Linked DNA regions of Ovis aries: region 1 is linked to region 2. Evidence: chromatin contacts called from public Hi-C data. All regions are on one chromosome and are shown on one strand. The core of a region is the stretch at or near the end of the contact, and the rest is flanking DNA. Distances in the headings are between cores, read along the strand shown. Region 1 has its middle 38 kb from the start of ACOT11. Region 2 overlaps SSBP3 (single stranded DNA binding protein 3).

The links. Hi-C and Micro-C count contacts between places; a contact is called where the count stands out from the background.
Region 1: a contact with region 2 is called in a Hi-C map of hypothalamus, with 6 times the contacts expected there. The contact joins two enhancer-like sites. A contact is called at or near these places in 7 of 16 Hi-C or Micro-C datasets (blood, hypothalamus, liver and 2 more).

Annotation. Positions count from the first base shown.
Region 1 is chr1:28,967,593-28,973,357 of ARS-UI_Ramb_v3.0, reverse strand. No RefSeq gene overlaps it. Among named protein-coding and RNA genes, the nearest start is that of ACOT11, 38 kb to the left of the region's middle. Within about 2 kb of position 3,462, at least 41 of the 54 cell types and tissues checked have an H3K27ac peak or open chromatin away from gene starts, as enhancers often do. A contact at or near this core is called in hypothalamus, where this site is marked.
Region 2 is chr1:28,819,825-28,825,920 of ARS-UI_Ramb_v3.0, reverse strand. All of the region lies in intron 4 of SSBP3 (single stranded DNA binding protein 3), which reads left to right. Among named protein-coding and RNA genes, the nearest start is that of SSBP3, 87 kb to the left of the region's middle. Within about 2 kb of position 4,375, at least 23 of the 54 cell types and tissues checked have an H3K27ac peak or open chromatin away from gene starts, as enhancers often do. A contact at or near this core is called in hypothalamus, where this site is marked.

The sequences.
Region 1 (5,765 bases), core at 2,213-4,712, 150 kb before region 2:
AAGATCCCCTGGAGGAGGAAATGGCAACACACTCCAGTATTCTTGCCTGGAGAATCCCCATGAACAGAGGAGCCTGGCGTGCTGCAGTCCAGGGGGTTGCAAAGAGTTGGACATGACTGAGGACCCATACACACAGCCTCCTATGGATTTTTTTTTTTTTTTGGCTGCATATAGGATCTTAGTTCCTCAACCAAAGATTGAACCTGCATTGGAAGTGTGGCGTCTTAACCACTGGGCCACCGGCGAAGTCTCTCTCTTAAGGATTATTAAACTATACTGAGACAGATGCTGTGACAAAAGCAAGCACAAGGAACAATGGAGTTTGAAAGGAGGAACCCAGGTCAGCTTTGGGGATAAAAGAGGGCTTCCCAGAGGGAGTAATGCCTGAGAGGCATCTTGAAACAGTTAACAGTTGGACTTCCCTGGTGGTAGTGGTTAAGACTGCATTTCCACTGCAGGGGACACAGGTTCGATACCTGATCAGGGAACTAGAATCCCAAATGCTGCGCAGTCAAAAAAAAAAAAAAATTAACAGGTGAACGACAGTAGGATTCCAGGCAGAGCAAATGGTGTGGGTACTGCTCTGACGGTTGGTGGGAACTCAGCGTATCGGGGGAAATGCAGATAACTCAGTTGGCGGGAGTAATGGGAGTATGAGGGTTCTGCTGTGGTGAGTTGCAGAGGCCAGCAAGGGCCTTGAATGCCATGCAAAGCAGAGGGCTTGCCCCTCAGGACCGCAAGGAGCCAAGGAAGATGTTGAGAGCAGGAATTAACAGGTGTGTATTTTAGAACGTCCTCACTGGGATCTCTTCATTCTGCTCTGACCCGGTTTATTCTTTATCTGCCTTAGTCTGCTAGCTCCTTGCTGTCCAGCCCAGGGCTCAGCAACCTCTCCAGGCTCCCTAGGGACTGGATGTGACAATCACAGCTCCTCAGGCCAGCACACAAGGACCACTCGGATCTGACTCCCTCTCCAGTCGCATCTCTTCCCCACTGTCCTCTCCCCTTACATTTCCGCCACGCCATCTTCGGTTTCATTAAAGGTCATGCTCCCTCATGTCTTGCGCTTGCCCATGCTGTTGCCTATTCCTGCCATTCCCTCTCCCTGAATGAACTGTCTCCCCTTTAGCTCTGTTTATGTGGCTAATTCCTACTTCTCCCTTGGGACTCAGCATAAGGATCACCTCCTTCAGGGAGCCTTCCCTGATTTCCCCCCAGACTGGGTGACAGTTCTCTTAAGACATCATTCTGCCAACCATCATTATACCACTATGCTTTCTGCAGGGAAGGCTGGTTCACCTCAGTATCTCCAAGCCCTGGCAGGACCTCACAGTGACAGCCTGTGCAAGTCTAAGGAGCAGGGCAGGCTCTGGAGGTCACATGTAGTGTCATCCGACTCTTTGTGACCCCAAGGACTCCTTTGTCCATGGGGGTTCTCCAGGCAAGAGTACCGGAGCAGATTGCCATGCCCTTCTCCAGGGGATCTTCCCAACCCTGGGATCGAACCCAGGTCTCCCGCATTGCAGGTGGATTCTTTACCATCTGAGCCACCAGGGACGCCCACACGCATGTATCACTAAGACACAAAAGATGCATCTGAGAGAAATAAAATGAGATGATCAAGGTGGAAAGGCCTAGATCATGGAGGGTCTCACCAGCCTGCAGCTGATCCACAGGGCAGGGAAACGCAGGGCATAGACAGAAGCAGCACGGGAATATGTGCTTTGTGGTTCAGAAGGCTTGGTGGAGGGGCCAGTTTCAAGCCCCCTGGATACCAGCAAGCTGGCAGATTAAGATGGTGGCTAAGAGATGTGGAGAAGGGAACAACTGGAGAGATATTTAAGGGGAGAAAGGACCAGACTTGGTGCCTGATTGTTCGTGGGCGGCAAGAGAGAGGGAGGAGTGGAAACGACTCCCTGTGCAGCTCCTCGAATCTCTAGGGAGAGAGGAAGGAGGCCAGCAGCCAGCTCGGACACCAGTCACCTTGGACACAAATAACCTCTAGGGACTCTGCCCCTGCTGAGCCGAGCTGCTACCTCTGACAATGCCTCCCCAACACACACACACACACACACACACACACACACACACACACCCTGTTTTCCCAAGGGGTTGACTGGACGCTCTGCTGGCTCCTTGCCCACTGCTCCCTCCCGCAGTCTGCTCTGCGCCAGCCAGGAGGGGAGGGAAGGGGAGGGGCAGCCGCAGAAGCCCTGCCGGAAGGGAGGAAGGGCGGGCTCAAGAAGCCAGCCCAGCCGACCCCCAACTGAGGAGCAAGGGAGAGCCGAGGAGAGAGGGTGAGACAGACAAAAGACAAGGAGAAGCAGTACAGCAGCTCTGAACACTGGAGATACAAGATGCCTTTCTGTTCCTCTTGCTTGCCCACTCCCCATTTTAGAGATGGGGAAACTGAGGCCCAGAGACAGCAACAGTTTAGGAACCTACAACTCAGGTTTCAGCAGACCCACACTCTTCTGTTGGAGCCCCTCAGCCTGGAGCAGCCACTTACAGGCTGGTCTGGTAGGAATGGGTGTTGAGCACCACAGCCATCGCCCCAAATGAAGAGCTGGCCAGCTAGTTGAGTCTATGGTTCAAGTCCCTCCAAGTCCCCATAGTATAGAGAGCTGGACTGAAAGACAGGGGACTTGAGTTCTCACCCCGCTGTAGGACTGATTTTTCATCTGTAAATGTCCTATACTGCCTCTGATAAACCTCTCTACAAGGTTTACAAGAGCCACTAAGGGATGAAGGAAGACTGTGAATTCAAAAACGCCACAGGACCCCAGAAGGATTGGGTGCAAAACCATGTCCCTGAGCAAATCGCTCCCCTCTCTGGGACTCAGTTTCCTCAACTGCACAAAAAGGGTACCAGATTCATTGATATTAAAAGGCCATTCCACCACTGGAAGCCAGTAGGATGCACCCACTCTGCCAAAGTTTTAGATTCTAGAGCAAACACAAAACCTCACCATCGCATCTTCCCCGCCCCTAGAACGGGTGCTTGGAAGCCCTCTTCAGGCCTGTCACCGGTCACCGGGGGAGTTATTGTCGCCCCTGCCCAGGTACCATTGACTCCGTCCTTAAGGCCCCTCGCCGCCCCGGCTGCAAACTTACTGCAGTGGCCCCTAGGGGGCAGTGTTGCCCCGAACTTGGGCCGCCGCAGCTGCTGCCCCCGCCCCAACGGGCGCCGGGAGAATACTTGAGTTCTGGGAATGTTTGACACCCCCCGGCACACACACCGCCCCCCGCGGCCAGCCCCAGTCCCGGAGGCTCCCGCGCTGCCCACAGCCCGGGTGCGGACTTACTGCTAGGGCCCCCCCACCCCCCACCTCTCCCAGCAAAATATTTCGCAAGGACAAGGCTTCTATTTTTGTTTTTTCGCAGGAGTAGAGAACAGGTATTGGTCTCAGGCTGCTCGCGCGGACTAGGATGTCTCTGTGTTCAGAGATCTGAGGGAGGAATCTGAGGGGAGAGGAGGCTTGTTTTCCCAAGAACCTGTCAGCTGTTTCCCCCGTCACTCCCGCATCCCTTTGATAAGGGGTTGGCAGGCATGCACCCCCATACCTCCTCCTCCACGGGTCCCCCAGCCCCGCCAGGAAGCGCCCCGGGGTAGAGGGTGTGGGCTGCAGGGTCCGACCTCGCCTTCTCCAGCTCAAGCCCAGGCCCAGAGACCGGGGCACAGGCCGAGCTTGAGGGGCTGGGTTTGGGGGGTGACTTCTGCTGTCTCCCCAGCCTCAGATGTGAGCAGCAAATTCAGGGTGAAGACGGTGAAGGGGAAACGGAGGGAAAATCCCACTCAAGTTTGGTCCAACGGTTTAATGGAAGTGGGGGGAGTAGGAAGAATTTAAAAGCCCCGAACCCACAAAGCAGACTTTTTTTAAAAAAATTATAATTGAAAACATCTCGGAGTAAGGGCCGCCAGGAGCGGGCCAGCTCCCCCCGCCCCATCCCCCTCTCCTGTTCCCCGGAGTCCGATGAAGTCATGATAAGTAGGCTGCAAAAAAAAAAAAAAAAAAAGTGGGGGGGGTGGCTTGCAGGGGCTGGGGGCACAGGGGTCCCAGGCTGGGGCCCCGCGCGGACACAGTTTGGATACTATGGTTACGCGATCCGACCCAAACAGCGAAGGCGGACAACAATAGCGGCCGCCAGAGGAGGAAATTCCTTCCGGGGTGGACGGCGCGGGGGGAGGGGCGCCTGGCTGGAACGCCGAGGCGGCGGCTCGGCCAATCAGCGCTCGGCCGCCGGCGGTTTCAAGGTGCCCCGCGCCGCGCGCCCCCGCCCCCCCCGCGCGCTCCGCTTGGGCGCTGGAATTGCTGAGACGTTTCCCTGCACGCGCCCGGGTAACCCTGCGGGGGCTGCTGCTCAAGCCGACCCCCTCCCTAGCCCTTCTCCCCGCCCCCCGCCGGAGCCCACCGCCCCGGGAAGACTGAGTGTTCTGCTCCCTGAGTTGCTTGCACTTGAGGGAGATGGGGGGGGAAAAACATCCCTCCAAACTACCCCTTTCTGTGGGGTTGGTTACTGCACAAGCCTGTTTTCTATTTTAAAGCATGTCTCAAGAAAAAATGAGAGAGGGGAGAGAGAGAGAGAGAACAGGGAGAGCGAAGATCCACCCCAACTCAAGAAGCCTGGGAGGCTCTGACCCCTGCCTGCCTGGCCGCAGGGGCTGTTACATAATAAGTTGGGTTATTGATATTGGCGGCCCTGGCCGGGCATCTGGCATGCAGAGATCCAAGGGCAGAGTTGGCATTTAGAAAAGCCCCCCCTCCCCCTTTCAGTGACCGTTACCTGCTTTATAAAGGACCAGCGGAACCAGGGGCTCACCTCAGCCGGTGTCTGGGCAATTTACGTGGTGCCCATGGTGTGACCGTGCCCACTGCTACCCCCACCTACCAGGGAGGGATTCTGTGCCTAAGTCCCCCTCCTTCAGAATCCCCGGACTGGCTCTTTCCCTGTCGCCAGGCCCTCCACGGTGCTTCCTGCTTTCCTGCCAAGTACCCAAAGCCGGCATCCTGGGCACTTAGAGCACCGAGCTGGTCCCGTTCCTTCTTTAAGCGGAACCAGGTTTCTGCTCTCTGGTGTTTCCTAGCTCGGAACACCACTCTGAGGAGGAGTAGATACCTTCTCTTATTCATTGCCTACTGAGAGATTCACTTCTCTGGAAGGCTCTAACATTCAAAAAGTATTAGCCTCTCTCTCCCACTCTTTCTCTCCCTCTCTTCATATATAATGGGGATAGCCCTAATTCTCCAGTTCCTCGTGTGTCTCTATAAATAAATAATGAGATTTTATTAATTATGCACGTATAGTATCTGCAAGCAGATTGCTCTGTCTCTTGATGCTTAATAATATTTTAAAAATGGAAAAAACTTCCACACTGAAGCTGGGTATTTGGGGGTTTTTCCCCTCCCTTCAAGCAAACAAAAACTTCAAGGGGCCATATGTCCTCCAAGGAGAGGCGAGGAAGGCAGAAAGTTGGGGAGTGCAAGCAAGGGAGGGATTAAAGGGGGTCTCTCTGCAGATTTTCAAGGCAGCTGAAGGCAAATTTCAAGTAGCCTGCTTCATGTTTGTGATTGAGCTGCTGGTCTGAAAACATACCAAGGTTCACTTGGGCGTTTGTGTGTTAGGCGGGATGGGCAGCTGTTAATAGTAAACAGGAAACCAGCAAGAAGAGAGCTGGCTGCAGCCCAGTCCCTCTCTCAATTCCGCACCCCTTCTCAGAGCCCCCAAACCCTTGAGCTCTCGAAACACACTTGGTTTCTGGGAAT
Region 2 (6,096 bases), core at 3,126-5,625:
CTGGTGTAACTATAGCTTGGTGTTTTGGTGTCTGTGAGAAAAGCAGAATTGGCTCAAGCTGCTTTCTCAGTTAAGGGGATTTAAGAAGGAAAAAAAAAAAATTAATCCAACCCTGGTGATCAATCTGACACCTTCCCTTTGAGCCCCAGATGGCTGATTGGGGTGGAAAGTTGGCCACTGCTGCTGTTGGAGAATGGAATGGTGCCTCTGTCTCTCTCTCTACTGAAAATGATGGCTTTCTGTACGCGCATGCACACTATTTATAAAGCCTGCCTGCCTGGTTTGGTTTTTTGGAGGATATTTCAATATTCCCAGAAGGTTCCTGTTGGTTAAATGTCATTCTTGGAGGTGTCATGTTAACAGGGCTGGAAACCAGGTCTGTCTGCCGTGGTTCCGTCTTCCCTCCCTCTTCTCCCCTTGCTGAAGTCCCTGGCCTGGAGACTTCGAGGGAGACATCTCAAAGCAGGTTGGAGACCCAGGTTTTTGTCTCCGCCTGCCTTAAGTCTGGTGTCCTTTGTCTTTTAAAGACAACTTTAGGGGAAGTTTGGAAAGTGAAAGGAAAACATTCACTCTACCATTATCTTATCACAACTTCTAGACTTGGACAAAATGCTGTCCGGGTCTGAGCATGTGTTTGTGGTCTGCCACTTTTTCTATTGATAAGCGTGTTTCCACTTACTCCTAATTATCCTCTAATGGCTGGCTTTATTTAACTCTTCCTCTGTTACTGGATATTCCTTCCTGTCCTCCCCCTCCGCACCCCGCCATCATATATGACACTGCAGCGAACATCTTCGCATTTCATTCTGGATGGTTTCCTTGGAATAAATTCCCAGAAGTGGAATCACTAGGTCAGAAAGTATGAGCCTCTCCTTTCAAGATCCTTGTGTCCCTTTGCCAGATTATTTTCCAAAGCATCACCTTGATGTGTGCTGATGCTCGAATAGACAAATGGCTATTCTAACTGCACTTTTACTTGGACTGGGGATTATAAAACAAGTATTTAAAGGAAGGTCTCTCTTTGCCCTAGATGAAAAATTTTAAAACCCAGACTTTCCTACTTTTTGTACTAACTACCAAGTCCAGCTGCGATGTGCTCGCTCGCCAAGGGGAGCGTGGTGTGAGTCCTTTCTGTCCCCTGACGGCCAGGGATTCTCAGCCGCCCAGGAGAGAGCAAAGACGGGGGCTGGAGGGAACAAAGGTAGAGCGGGCGTGACCTCGTGTTGCCGCCTGAGTTGCCCGTTCCCTGGGGGATGGAGGAAGACCAGGAGAGCTGCGACCCGAGAGTGGGCACAGCCGGTGCTTCCTCTGTACAAGAAGGCTCTGGGAGTGCCCTGGTTCGTCTTTCTGTTCAACAGTATGTATGGGGCCTCATGGGCACCAGGCTCAGTGGGGATGGGGAGATGGATGAGAGCCAGCAGTCTCTCCAGGCAGACAGAATCACACAGGGAGTTTCTATAGGATGTGACAGATGGCTGGAGACGGTGCCATGGATGATCAGGGCCGGAGTGACAAGCTCTGCCGTCCTTTTGTTCTTCGGAGTTTCGACTCCCTACTCCCTTCTCCCTTCCCTGTGCGACGGGGGCTTCCCTTACCAAGCAGGAAGGTTGCTCAGATCAACAAGTATCCCTGCCTTGTCCAGTGTTTGTTCTCAGCCGGCTTGCGACTGCATGGAATTCCCATGCTGGGAAGGCATGTTGGAAGCCAGCACCCCAGTCCCTACTGGGATACAGCCAGTGACGGGGTGCTCACTACCTAATGAGGCGCTACTACTCCAGAGTCGTCTCTACTACTCCAGAGACTTTCTCTCTAGAGCCTTTGAAGGTCCTTTTTACGAAGGATCTAAAGAAAAATGTAAGGCTATAGAATATTTGTCTAGGGGAGCAGGATTAGAGGTTTCAGGCCCCAAGTCCCACCGATTTAACAATCTACTTAACAAATCTTTTAGTTTTTTGAGGACCTCAGCTCTTGGTCACACTGCGACATATATAGAAGGGTTCTTACACCCTTTTCCTTGTGGGTCTGCAAAGTGGAACGTCCTTTTTATTCACTGCTTCTCCACGGAGTTTGTGCTACATGGTATGTCCTCAGGAAAGCTTTTTTGGGTGTGTCACACACGTTGTGTTGGTGTGGTTTGTCATGATGTGGTCACCCACCCCACCCTCACCAGAGAACCAAGTGATCCTGTTGCCCCTTGGAGACTGGGTCTAGGGTTACATGTTGGGCTGGGTGCTCTTTTCCTTCTCTTTGAGAACTCCTGGGAAGAGCCCTCAAATAGGGGAAATTTGGGTGCTGGCCCTAACTCTGCTCCTTATTAACTGGCTGGCAAGGCCTCTCCCACCCCACATATTCCATCTTGGCCCCTCTGGTACCTTCCAAGCCTAGAAAGTGAAAATCCCAGAGTTCATGCTTGCCTGCTGCCCTGAGTTTCAGGGAAACTTAGTTATCTTGACCCTAAGGAGCATCCGCTTAAGACCTCTGCACAGAGGCAGTGGGCAGCCTGCAGCCATGGGGGAAGGGGGCAATCTGAACCTTCGCTCTTTTGCACAGGACCCCAGGGGACTTGACTTTGGCCGTCAGAAACCAGCACACAGCAGGCTTTGGTGTGGTCATCTCCCCCACCCCCAACCTCTTCCTGGCTGGGGAGCAGGGAAGCCTTGAGTCAGGAGAGAACTGTGCAACCTACAGACCATGCAGGCAGGAGGGAGGGTCATAGGACCCTGCTCCCAGCTGCCTTCCATTGTCTGACCGGCAATGACCGCAGCCCCCACCCCCAGGTCCTCTTTTTGAGAATAAACATATCAACAGGATTGATTACCCGATTGGCCCCTGGGCAGCTGGCTCTGGCCTGCATCTGGAGCCGATTTCTCTGCTGTCACACACCCATTGTCTTGGATTGTTCACTTCCACAAATCAGAGGTTGGCTTCACTGCCCTCACCCTACCACGACCCCCAGATGCTTGTTTGTCGGTCGAATGAACACTTCCTGCTCAATGAAGGGGAAAAAAAGCCTGAAGCACACGTGGGCAGCCCTCAGTCCCTACTCTGTTCTGTTGTAGACAGGATGTTCCCATCCCAGCCCCTCCCTGGCCTCCGCCCGCTCTGGGCCTGCCTTTCCAAAGTGGATTCAGAGTGGAGGAGATGTTTCCAGGAAGCTGGGCTGTCAACCCCTCTCCTCCCAACAGAAGGGACACCCAGAGGCTTCAGCTGTACACTGTCCCCAAGTGGGACCAGCCAGTCATGAGCCCTGGCACCCCGGGCATGGGGGTTGGTCTGGTCTGAACGCTGGGCTCAGGATCTGTGATGTCATGATGGGACAGCCTAGGGGCACAGGGACGGTCGTCTCTTGGTTTGCTTGGGGTGGGGTCTGTGAAGGGGTGAATGGAAAGGGTTCTCAGGTGCTCTGTGAAATCCTGCCTGTTCTTCCAGGCGCACCGCAAGCTTCACCCTCCTTGGAAAAGGAAGCCCCCTCTGACCACTTGCCCCAAACACTCTCCCTTTCCTTTGAAATACTGCAAAGTTCAGAGCTGGCGGTGTGTGCCGAAGCCCTTTTTCCTGTGGGCTGCCGCTTTGTTGCACAAGAATGAGGAAGGCCGATTGGCCAGTGAGAGCTGGAGAGAAGCAGTTGGTTTAGGCTAAGACAGATGTGTCCAGAGCCTCCACCAGCGGCGGGGGGAGGTCTGGCTGCTGTAGGTGTGAGGCTGCAGAACCTGGGCTGTGGGAGCATGACACCAGGGCTGTGTTTGTGCCCCTGTTGCTTTCTCATAGTGACAGTAACTTGGCCCGTTCTCTAGCTGCAGACCTGTGTGTGCACCAGACACGGGAGTAGGGGTGGAGGTGGCCTAGAAGGGTTCAAGGTAGTTGGGCTGCTTTCCACAGCCCACTGATTTGTAGCTCCCTCCCTGAGCAATTGTGGTGATGGTGGGTATGACACGGCGGTCACGTCTTAGTCTTGTGGCTATGTGTCTGGCTCGTGTGTTCCTGATGAAAGTTCTTCAGAGTAGCCTCAATTTGGGGCTCGTGTTGGTACGGTCCTTAGAGTTTTCCAAGCCCTCGGCCTCTCCTGTCCTTCATGAGCCCCACAACAGCCCCACAGATTAGGCAGGGTGCTTATCTTCCTTCACTTGGCCCCTACGCCCCCCAGGGCCTGGGAATCCAGTAGGGGTTGGACCCAGCTTTGCCCTCCAGGTTCTCCACACCACCTTGCTGCTTTCTGGCTATTGTTCATAAGCAGAGCGCGTTCCCAGCTCAGCCCTTCCCACCCCTTCGCGTGAATATTTCCAGCCTAAGAGGACCTTGGTTCTCACTCAGAGCTGTTGGTGGGTTTCTGCCTTGAGCCCGGGCTGCCCAGGGCCAGGCTGTCCCTCTGCTGCCCCCTTCTGGGGTGGCCCGTTCTCTCCCTGTGCCTGTCCCCTCCTTGCTTTCCCGGCAGAGTCTCGGCCTTGGTGTTGTCACTAGTCACTAGTCGTTGTTGGGGGAAATAGACCCTAGCACATGTGACTTGGGAGACCTGTGAAGCTGCTCGAGGCCCTGGAGAGATGAGGGTGGGGACCTGGCTCCTTCTAGCTGCCATCAGCACTCAGTGCAGAGACCCAGACTCACAGGCAGACAGGCTCACCTTGCCCTGCCTGTCACACGTTACAGGCGTTTCAGTTGTCTGACGGACTAGCCAGTGAAAACACCGTTAAGGGGAGGAATGCTCCTCTTCCCAGGAGAGGAACAGGCTGGACCCGATACCCGGCCTTCCTTCCGACTCCCATCAGGGATGCTGCCCGCTCCAGGCCCGCTTTTCCACTTAGCTCTTGTTCTCCCCAAGGTCTGGACTAGTACTTTGTAGATGGCATCAGGGAACCACTTACCCCAATTAAAACAGCCAGAGCGGGGTGGGAGGAAATGGGCTGGAGTGTACTGGGACTGTGTTAGCTAATGCAAGGAGTGCTTTTTAAAAGGCAGGTAGAAAACTTTTTTTCTCTTTGTAGATTAATTAAAGCCCCCTCTTCAAATGAACCTCTGGAAGGTGTGTCAATGGGCCCTGTTTTCCTGTGGATACCCAACTCTATGCAAACTAACCCCCCTCCACCAGAAAAAAACCTCCATACTCTCAATGCCTTTTGAATTTTCTGTGAAAGGTGACCAAGTGTTTTTTAAAAGAGCTCCCCCTCTGTGATAAATGCCAGGTAGTGACTGAGCCTGCAGCCCCCCGGGGAGCGTGAAGAAAGCCGGGCTGAGCATTGAAGAATGGGCGGAGAGAGGGTAGAAGGCTGGCCGTACCTCCCCGAAGTCCCCGTGGCCTGCTGGCAGCAGCAGGCACAGAGCTGGGCATCTCGTCAGAGCCAGGCAGATGGCGTTCACCTGCTCGGGACGCACTCCCTCGTGCTGGGGCCCTTGGAGTTGCCGGGATAATAACAGACAGCTGCCAGCTCCAGGCCGAGGTCTGCGGGCATTCAAAAGCTTGGAAGTGTGCGGGGAGAAGAAGCCGCCCTCGCTAGCTCGCTCAGGGCCTCCCCTCCCGCCTCAGCTCGCCTTTTGTTTTGAGATTTGTGCCCCCTCCCTCCTGCACCAACATCCGAGCAACAAGAGCGTTTTAATAGAGGACAGTTCTGTTTTGGAAACGACAAGAAAGCGCCTCGTCGAGTGTGACCTGGCCTCTCCTTTGTCCAGCCTACCCTGCTTTGTGTGCGCCTGCAATGGGTTTTGTTCCAAGGGGCAAAGGAGTTGGACATGGATTTGGTGTGTTCCTGGGGTTTTCTTTCTTTTTCTTTTTCTTGGCAGCGGCTAAAGCTTTGGGTTATGTCTGAGCACAGGGCATTTGGGGATCTGGGGATTTTCGGGACCACTCCAGGGTCTTTGAGTGACCGTGTGGTGTCAGAAACAGTGAGCAGCAGAAAAGGCAACTTTCCCTCTGCCTGGCGTTTTCTCAGCGCATTGTGTACATGTGGAAGGGACAGATAATTTCTCAGAGTGCGATGGGCCTCGCATCCTAGTAGGGACATTTCCCAAGGTATCAATGAAGCTCAAGGCTGACTGTTTTGAGAACCAGCTTCATTTCCTTTCTCTATCTGTAGAAAAAGGGTGCTGGTGCTTCCCTGGTTATCT